2 separate regions of the Gossypium arboreum genome follow, and region 1 is linked to region 2. A link is a contact called in public Hi-C data. All regions are on one chromosome and are shown on one strand. Each heading gives the region's core, a stretch centred on a gene start, on an enhancer-like site or on the middle of the called end of the contact. The rest is flanking DNA. Distances are from core to core; before and after follow the strand shown.

What was found. A called contact is a pair of places that touch in the nucleus more often than the background predicts.
Region 1: a contact with region 2 is called in a Hi-C map of leaf, with 3 times the contacts expected there. The contact joins the promoter of LOC108465553 here to the promoter of LOC108482147 in region 2. A contact is called at or near these places in 2 of 5 Hi-C or Micro-C datasets (both in leaf).

What each region holds. Positions count from the first base shown.
Region 1 is chr11:42,204,345-42,207,826 of ASM2569848v2, forward strand. LOC108465553 (GTP-binding protein At2g22870) reads right to left here and starts at 2,215. Exons shown (of 4, transcript XM_017765902.2): 1 at 1,501-2,215; 2 at 1,307-1,376; 3 at 1-22. The coding sequence starts at 1,972.
Region 2 is chr11:41,940,062-41,943,902 of ASM2569848v2, forward strand. LOC108482147 (UDP-glucuronate 4-epimerase 5) reads left to right here and starts at 1,461. Exons shown (of 4, transcript XM_017785261.2): 1 at 1,461-1,861; 2 at 1,863-2,356; 3 at 2,359-2,505; 4 at 2,508-3,418. The coding sequence starts at 1,752. The coding sequence ends at 3,046.

The DNA of each region.
Region 1 (3,482 bases), core at 965-3,464, 270 kb after region 2:
AGCATTGGAGGCTCTAGCAAATCTGCAAATATATGAACCTTTCAAGGATTATATTCTATGTCAAGGAGTCATCCTACACACACCAAAATCTTATTGAAAGCATAACTGATATACTAATTTATTCCGGCATGTAAACATAGGCGTCCATCAACCAGATTAGGCATTGACTTTTCAAATATTCTTACCCTATCTGAGTGAAGATGTGGTACAGATTAAGCATAAACTTCAATGGCATGAAGGAACTTCAAGTGCAAGGTTGGCTAACCAACAAGAAAGCAATTTCACTATTACATCTATTAACTGATTGATTTAGTTCTCATCAACATTGCAAAATGAGGACTAAACAGAGGAGGGAACAATTCATTAGATTGGCATATTTGATATGCAGAATGTTCGAAAGAGTAACGACACCAGTTCATAGGGTAAACTCAAAGCCCCAACTAAAAACTTCAAAAACTTATACCTAAAGTGCAGGGAACTGCATAAGCCAACTATCTGCAATCCTCAACTAAATTGTGTGTACTAAACTACAATACTACCATAAATGCATTTATTAAAGTGATACTGAAGAGTGAAAGGACTTGAACAGAAAACATGCTGATAACTTGCAGTGTTATCTTGCTACTGGGTTCAAATTCGTTGTTCTGGTTGTCAGCTGGCTGGAAGAAGATTACCAGAATATTAAAATTATATGGTAACCTAATACTGACTTACTCAAATAGTACTTATAAATCATACTATAATCTGATTATTGATTTAATGTATGTGAAAATTAGAAATAAAATCCTCATTCCTGGATAGACAGCCAAACTGTAAATATATTCAGTACAACTAATTTACCTTTTGCCTATACAAGTCCATGCCTCTTTCTTTTGCAGATGAAAATGTTACCCAACAACAAGCAGCCATAATAAAAGAGCATGAAAACGTAAATAACTGGGCATAAGAACATCCCCCCCTCCCTCTATATTAATACATGCTTACATTAATGTAATCTAACTTGTACTATAGAACTGCCGATTGAGCTTAGTTCATTTGGCATTGAGCGTGCTTAAGTGCGTTTTATCCTCCAATTTAAAAGTTGTATAAAGGAAACTAATATAAAAGAACTACAATAAAATATTTACGTGATTGCTTGTTAATAATAATAAAAATGTTCATCCACCAGAATCTACTCTGAAAATTTTAGGATGATAAATTGGAAATTCAATCCTTTTTCTGTCTTACCAACTATTTTAAATCCTTAAACATGAATTGAAGGAGACAAATGTTGAAGCAGATAATTAAAAGAAGAAATCAAACGTACCCATAACCAGGCAAATCCACTATATACCAACTTTTATTCACCAAGAAATGATTAATAAGCTGTGTCTTCCCTGCATATTCAACAATCCCACAACAACGATAATAACAAAAATAAAAAATAAACTCAGAAATGGGGATGTAAAAGAAAGAAGAATTTTAAACTTTAAGGAGAAAAAAATTGAAAAATATACCGACCTGGTTTCTTTGAAGTAAGAGCAACTTCTTTTTTCCGAACCAAAGCATTAATAAGTGAAGATTTGCCCACATTAGACCGACCCAAGATTGCAAACTCGGGTCGGTCATCTTTGGGGCAATCCTTAGCCCGACCGCTACTCTTCACAAACTCCACTTCCTTAATCTGAGAATGACCCGCATAAGGTCCGACTACAATGTTGGAACCCGGCAATATCATTTCATCCGTTACGTCTTCCGGGTCGACCCCGGGTGGCACGAACAACACCGTCTTCGCAAACCGCGCCCGTTCGGACATCGGTTGCTTGGCGGCCCTTGAAGCTGACACGTCGGGTTTCGATTCGGGGCGCTTATGGGTTGAGTGAGAGATGGTTTTGTTGAAAGAGAAAAGGAAAGATGCTGATTTGGGAAGTGGAGAAGGAGGAGACAGAAACAACGTGAGACTAAGAGACAAGAGACGATTTCGAAGGAGCATTTTTTTTTTTATTGGGAAGGATTGATTAACAACTGTTGAAGTAAGTAGCTTTATTTTTTGAGCCTCTAAGACTCTTAACTTACATGAGCTTAAGCAGCTGGAATTTTTGTTTGTTTGCCGAGGAAATTGAAAGAAAGAGAAGGGAAACTATAGGGCCTGTCCTCGGACCTAAACTTTAAATAATTATATTTTCTTCTGGGTTTTCTAGTTTGAACTTGGGCTTGAGGGTGAAAACGAAGTTGTTTCAGAAAGAGTTTGCCACTAGTATTTCTATTTGGGTCATCTAACAAAATGTTCCCATACTATCAACAAAATTCTATATTGGTCCTAAACTTTACAATGTTCTGATTAAAGTAGTTAGAACTGTACCGGTGGAGATACTCTTTTTCTACTCATACCGGAATATATTAGTATATGTATTTTTTCAAATTTATTATTATTTTTAAAAATTATTTTATATATATTTATAAATATCAAATATAATATTAAATAAATCTTAAATATAAAATACTCTCCAATAAAATTCAAAAATACAATCAATCATTAAATAAACTCAAAATAAATAAGTTAAAAAATTATTCCATATCTTAACTAGAAAGACTATCTCATACTATGCATGTATTATATAATCATTTGACAAATCAAAAATAAATAATAAAATTTTAAATTTCAATTTTGTATCAATTAGTACACCATATTTCGATTGGTACATCATATTCCAACTATTAAGGACAAAACCAATCGGTATGATTGATACTGATAGAAAGTTGCATTGGAATGAAATCTAATTTTTTTTTTTTTTAGTTTATTACCACAACAGAGCATTTCGACCAATACAGATGATACCGGAATGAAATTGATTACCTTGGTTCTCATTAAATTCTCAAAATACCAATATTATATTAGTCATATACTTCTATCAACCTACTCACCAATTTAAGCATTAAATAGAGTTCATATTTAACATGGAGCATAGTTAAATGACACGATCACATTATAAGTAATGTAGCATAATTAACATAAATCTATCATGTTTAAAAAGTACTACTAAAAAATTAAAAAATTATTATTTTTAAAACACATCAAATCTAAGTGATTTATGCAATAGATAGATATATATTTGTAAGTTTTCACGTGTTTTAAACTAGCATTTAATGCTTAAACTAACATAAAATAAAAAGCTTAATTGGTACAATATTTGTAACACCCTATATCTGGTCCGGTCATTGAACCCGAGTTACGGGTTAAAGAATTGGGTTAGTAAATCAGGAATTAGTAAATCAGAAACCATAATTAGGTTAGATAATTAAAAAACTAGGGATAGTTAAATAAAATATTAAAATAATTAGAATTAAAAAATTTAGGTTAAGAAATTAAAATTAAATATTCGGGAATTAATTTGGTTAAAACGAATTCTAAAAACGAGACTTGATTTGAAAATAATTTTGAAATTGGTTTTAATTGAAAACCAAGTTGAAATTGGTTTTAATTGAAAACCAAGGACTAATTT
Region 2 (3,841 bases), core at 211-2,710:
AACGAATATGGTAACTCATCCTCGGGTAGGTCTTTAACCTTTAGTGTAACCTCGATACACTCGTTAATACTATGCCCTATCTGTCCACACCCAAAGTAAACTCCATGCAAATTTTCATGGACCCAAATTCTCTATTGCGACTCAGTTAGAATAAAAATCCCCTTCTTAAAGGTGTTTGCACATTCATCTACAATTTAATCCTATAAAAATCACCTTTGACTTTCGATCTAAGCACTCCCCTAGAGGTGGATCCAATTGCATGCATAAGATCCTTTCAATCACACTCTGGGGGACAAGGACCCCCTTTGACCCAAAAAAGAGACGCCACTAATCTATTTTGCTTCGTTCCATCGATTCCAATAATTTATCAAAAATAATCAATTGCCATAAAAAAAGCCATGATTGTCCCTCCAAAGTCAACTCCAGATCCTCTTCATCTTCAAATGAAATTTAAAACAAATTTTGTCTTGTAACCTATATCTCAAATTTCTTTTTAGTCTGCCAAATACTTTTTAATTAAGCCTGAAAACTATCTGGATTGTGAGATTTTTTAATCCACACAATGCATAACAACGTCAGTTTTTCATCTAGAACTACCAGCAAGCTTTTAACGGACGACTGAATCAGTTCCTCCTTCAAAAGAGAGATCTCATCCTTCTCCATTCCCTTTAAAGTCACCACTTTACTCAGACCCATCCACAGGCAGTGCTATTTATCTAAGAGACTAAGAGAGAGCATTCTTGACTTTTTTGGAGTTTACAATATAAATTCAATACAATTATAATATAATTACAAATACATGCCTAATAAACTATAAAGTAAAATCAAATTAATATATAACACAAATAAACTAAGAATCCTAATAATTTAGACTAAAATCAATCCATCAAAGTAAAACTCACATAAAATAAAACTAGGAGCTTAAACAATTATATATAACAAGACTTGTACCTTAACTATTCAAATACCTATATATTACAATTATAACTATCAATTAATAACATAAATAATGTTTTTAAAACCCAATATCTACTTTCAATTTCTTTTACCAAACAAAATTAAATTTGCAATTATTTGTCATGTCTAAATAACATTTCAAATATATAAATTTAAAATTGATATTTGTATTTTCAATTTACACCAAAAGAGAATACAAAAAGTAATATTATTTTATAGGTGGTATTGGTGTGCCAAGTGGCACTAATAAAATTAAAAAAAAGTGAAACAGAAGAATAAACTACTGAAATTCTTTTTGCTTTTTTTCTTTTTATGTTACTTATTTTTAATTTTCACTGATGCCACCTAATATACCGATTGCATCCATAAAATATTTTTTTATATTTTCTCATGTATATTTAAAATACAAATATTTTTTTAAATGATTGATGCTACAAATATTATTTTCACTCATATTTTAAAAATATATAAATGGCACTTGACACAATCATGATATCAAAATTTTATTTTCTTTAAAACCAAATGATTAGTTAAAGATGCTAACTGAAAAGTAGATGGTGCCATCTAACCAATCGAGGACGCCAAATTACATTGTTCAAAATAGGTTATTTCCTTAAATAATTTTTTCCTTAAGTCATTTTGTTAATTAATTTGTTTTTTTAAGGTTATTTGTATAAAAAAAAAAGCCAAACCTTCCTTTTTTTCCTTCCTCCTCTTTCTCCGCTGTCGCCACCACCGCCGTCACCACTAAAAATCTGAACCCTAATCCTAAATCCCATCTTATATTGTTCCAAATGTCACACCTTGACAACATTCCATCCACTCCTGGCAAATACAAACCCGACAAAGCTTTCCGTTTCAACTCCTCCGCCGCATCTTCCTCTCTTTCCAAGCTAACCCTTTATTACCCTTTTCCTTTCCGTCCTCCTTATCTTCCTCCTCCTACTTTACTCCCCTTCTTCCAAACCATCGTTGCGCCGCCACCTATCTACTGGGTCCCACCGCACCCCACTCTCTCTTTCCCACAAACTAATCCGCAAATCTGCCCGTCCTCGCTCTACCACCGGTAACACCGTCCTTGTGACCGGCGCCGCCGGTTTCGTCGGAACCCATGTTTCCCTCGCTCTTAAACGCCGTGGAGACAGTGTCCTTGGCCTTGACAACTTTAACCATTACTATGATCCAACCCTGAAAAGGGCTCGCCAGAAGATCCTCGAAAAAGCTTGGGTTTTTGTCGTCGAAGGCGACATCAACGACAAGGGTCTTCTCGAGCAACTGTTCGATGCCGTTTTGTTTACTCACGTAATGCATTTAGCAGCTCAGGCAGGTGTTCGTTACGCTATGCAAAACCCAGGATCTTATGTTCATAGTAACATTGCTGGATTTGTGAACTTACTGGAGTGTCGAAATCGGCCAACCTTCAACCGGCAATTATCTGGGCATCTTCAAGTTCGGTATACGGCTTGAATTCTAAGGTCCTATTTTCAGAGAAAGATAGAACTGATCAACCTGCTAGTTTATATGCTGCTACAAAGAAAGCTGGTGAGGAATTGCGCATACTTATAATCATATTTATGGACTTTCATTAACTGGATTGCGATTCTTCACGGTTTATGGTCCCTGGGGTCGGCTCGATATGGCATATTTATTTTTCACTAAAGATATAATGAAAGGTAAAACTATCACTGTATATGAATCACCAGATAAGGGTAGTGTGGCTAGAGATTTTACCTATATCGATGATATAGTGAAAGGGTGTTTGGGAGCATTGGATACGGCAAAGAAGAGTACAGGGAGTGGGGGAAAGAAAAGAGGGCCTGCACAATTGAGGATTTTTAATTTGGGGAATACTTCGCCTGTACCTGTGAGTACGTTGGTTAGTATATTGGAGAAGATTTTAAAGGTGAAAGCTAAGAAGAAAGTAGTGCCATTACCAAGAAATGGGGATGTGGAGTTTACACACGCCAATATTACCTTAGCAATGATGGAGCTCGGTTACAAGCCGGCGACTGATTTGGAGGCAGGGTTGAAGAAGTTAGTGAGATGGTACCTCAGTTTTTATTCGAGGTCAAAGAAGAAGAGTTCTTAGTGAAACTTTCTCATTTTTTTTTTCTCATTTTAGTTGATATTGATTACTTCTATGTTGTGTTCATTTGGTGGTTTATTGAGCATTTACTTCATCGTATGCTTGATATAATCATGCAAGTAGGGGTGCTATTCTGCTTTGCCTGTAGGGTGGGCCTCTCGTCCCAATTCGTAGTGATGGAAAGCTAGCAGCATTTTAGTTGTTATTCCACGTGTTGCTTTCTTTTCTCTTGGAAGCTTCTTTTAGCAGTTTTAAGCCTTGTACAGTTCATGACTGATGGATCGAAAAGATGTTCTGAATGCTGGTTCATTTTGTTTTCTCAACCGTACAGTTATTTCAATAAAATTGCAACCGCTGCAACGTGCTTTTAAATGATATTTTGTCTATAGAATTCCCCTGGTTTTGCCTACCAGTTTTGGTTGGAAAATCTTGAAGACGTATGATGTCTTAACTTGTTTGTTTTGGCTGTATTCTTTACTTGGCCTTTAGAATGGTTATGTTGTCTCAAATCCTTAGCTATAACACGCAATTTTTAGTATGAAAAAGCACATGTTTTCAGAGCTTGTTGTGGAGAACGCAGTACACATCCTTAGGTTTTGCTTAGTACAAAGGATGGAAAAAAGTGAGGATTTATTTCAATCAAGACCAATTATTTCTTTTAGCCTTGAATCTAGGCATTTCACAGAATGACCTAGTTAAGCAGGTCAAACTTGTTACATTGCATGGCATCCATGGTATTGTTCTGACGGCATTGGCATTAAGGTGTAGTATATTATTGAAAACTAGGTAAAAGTATCA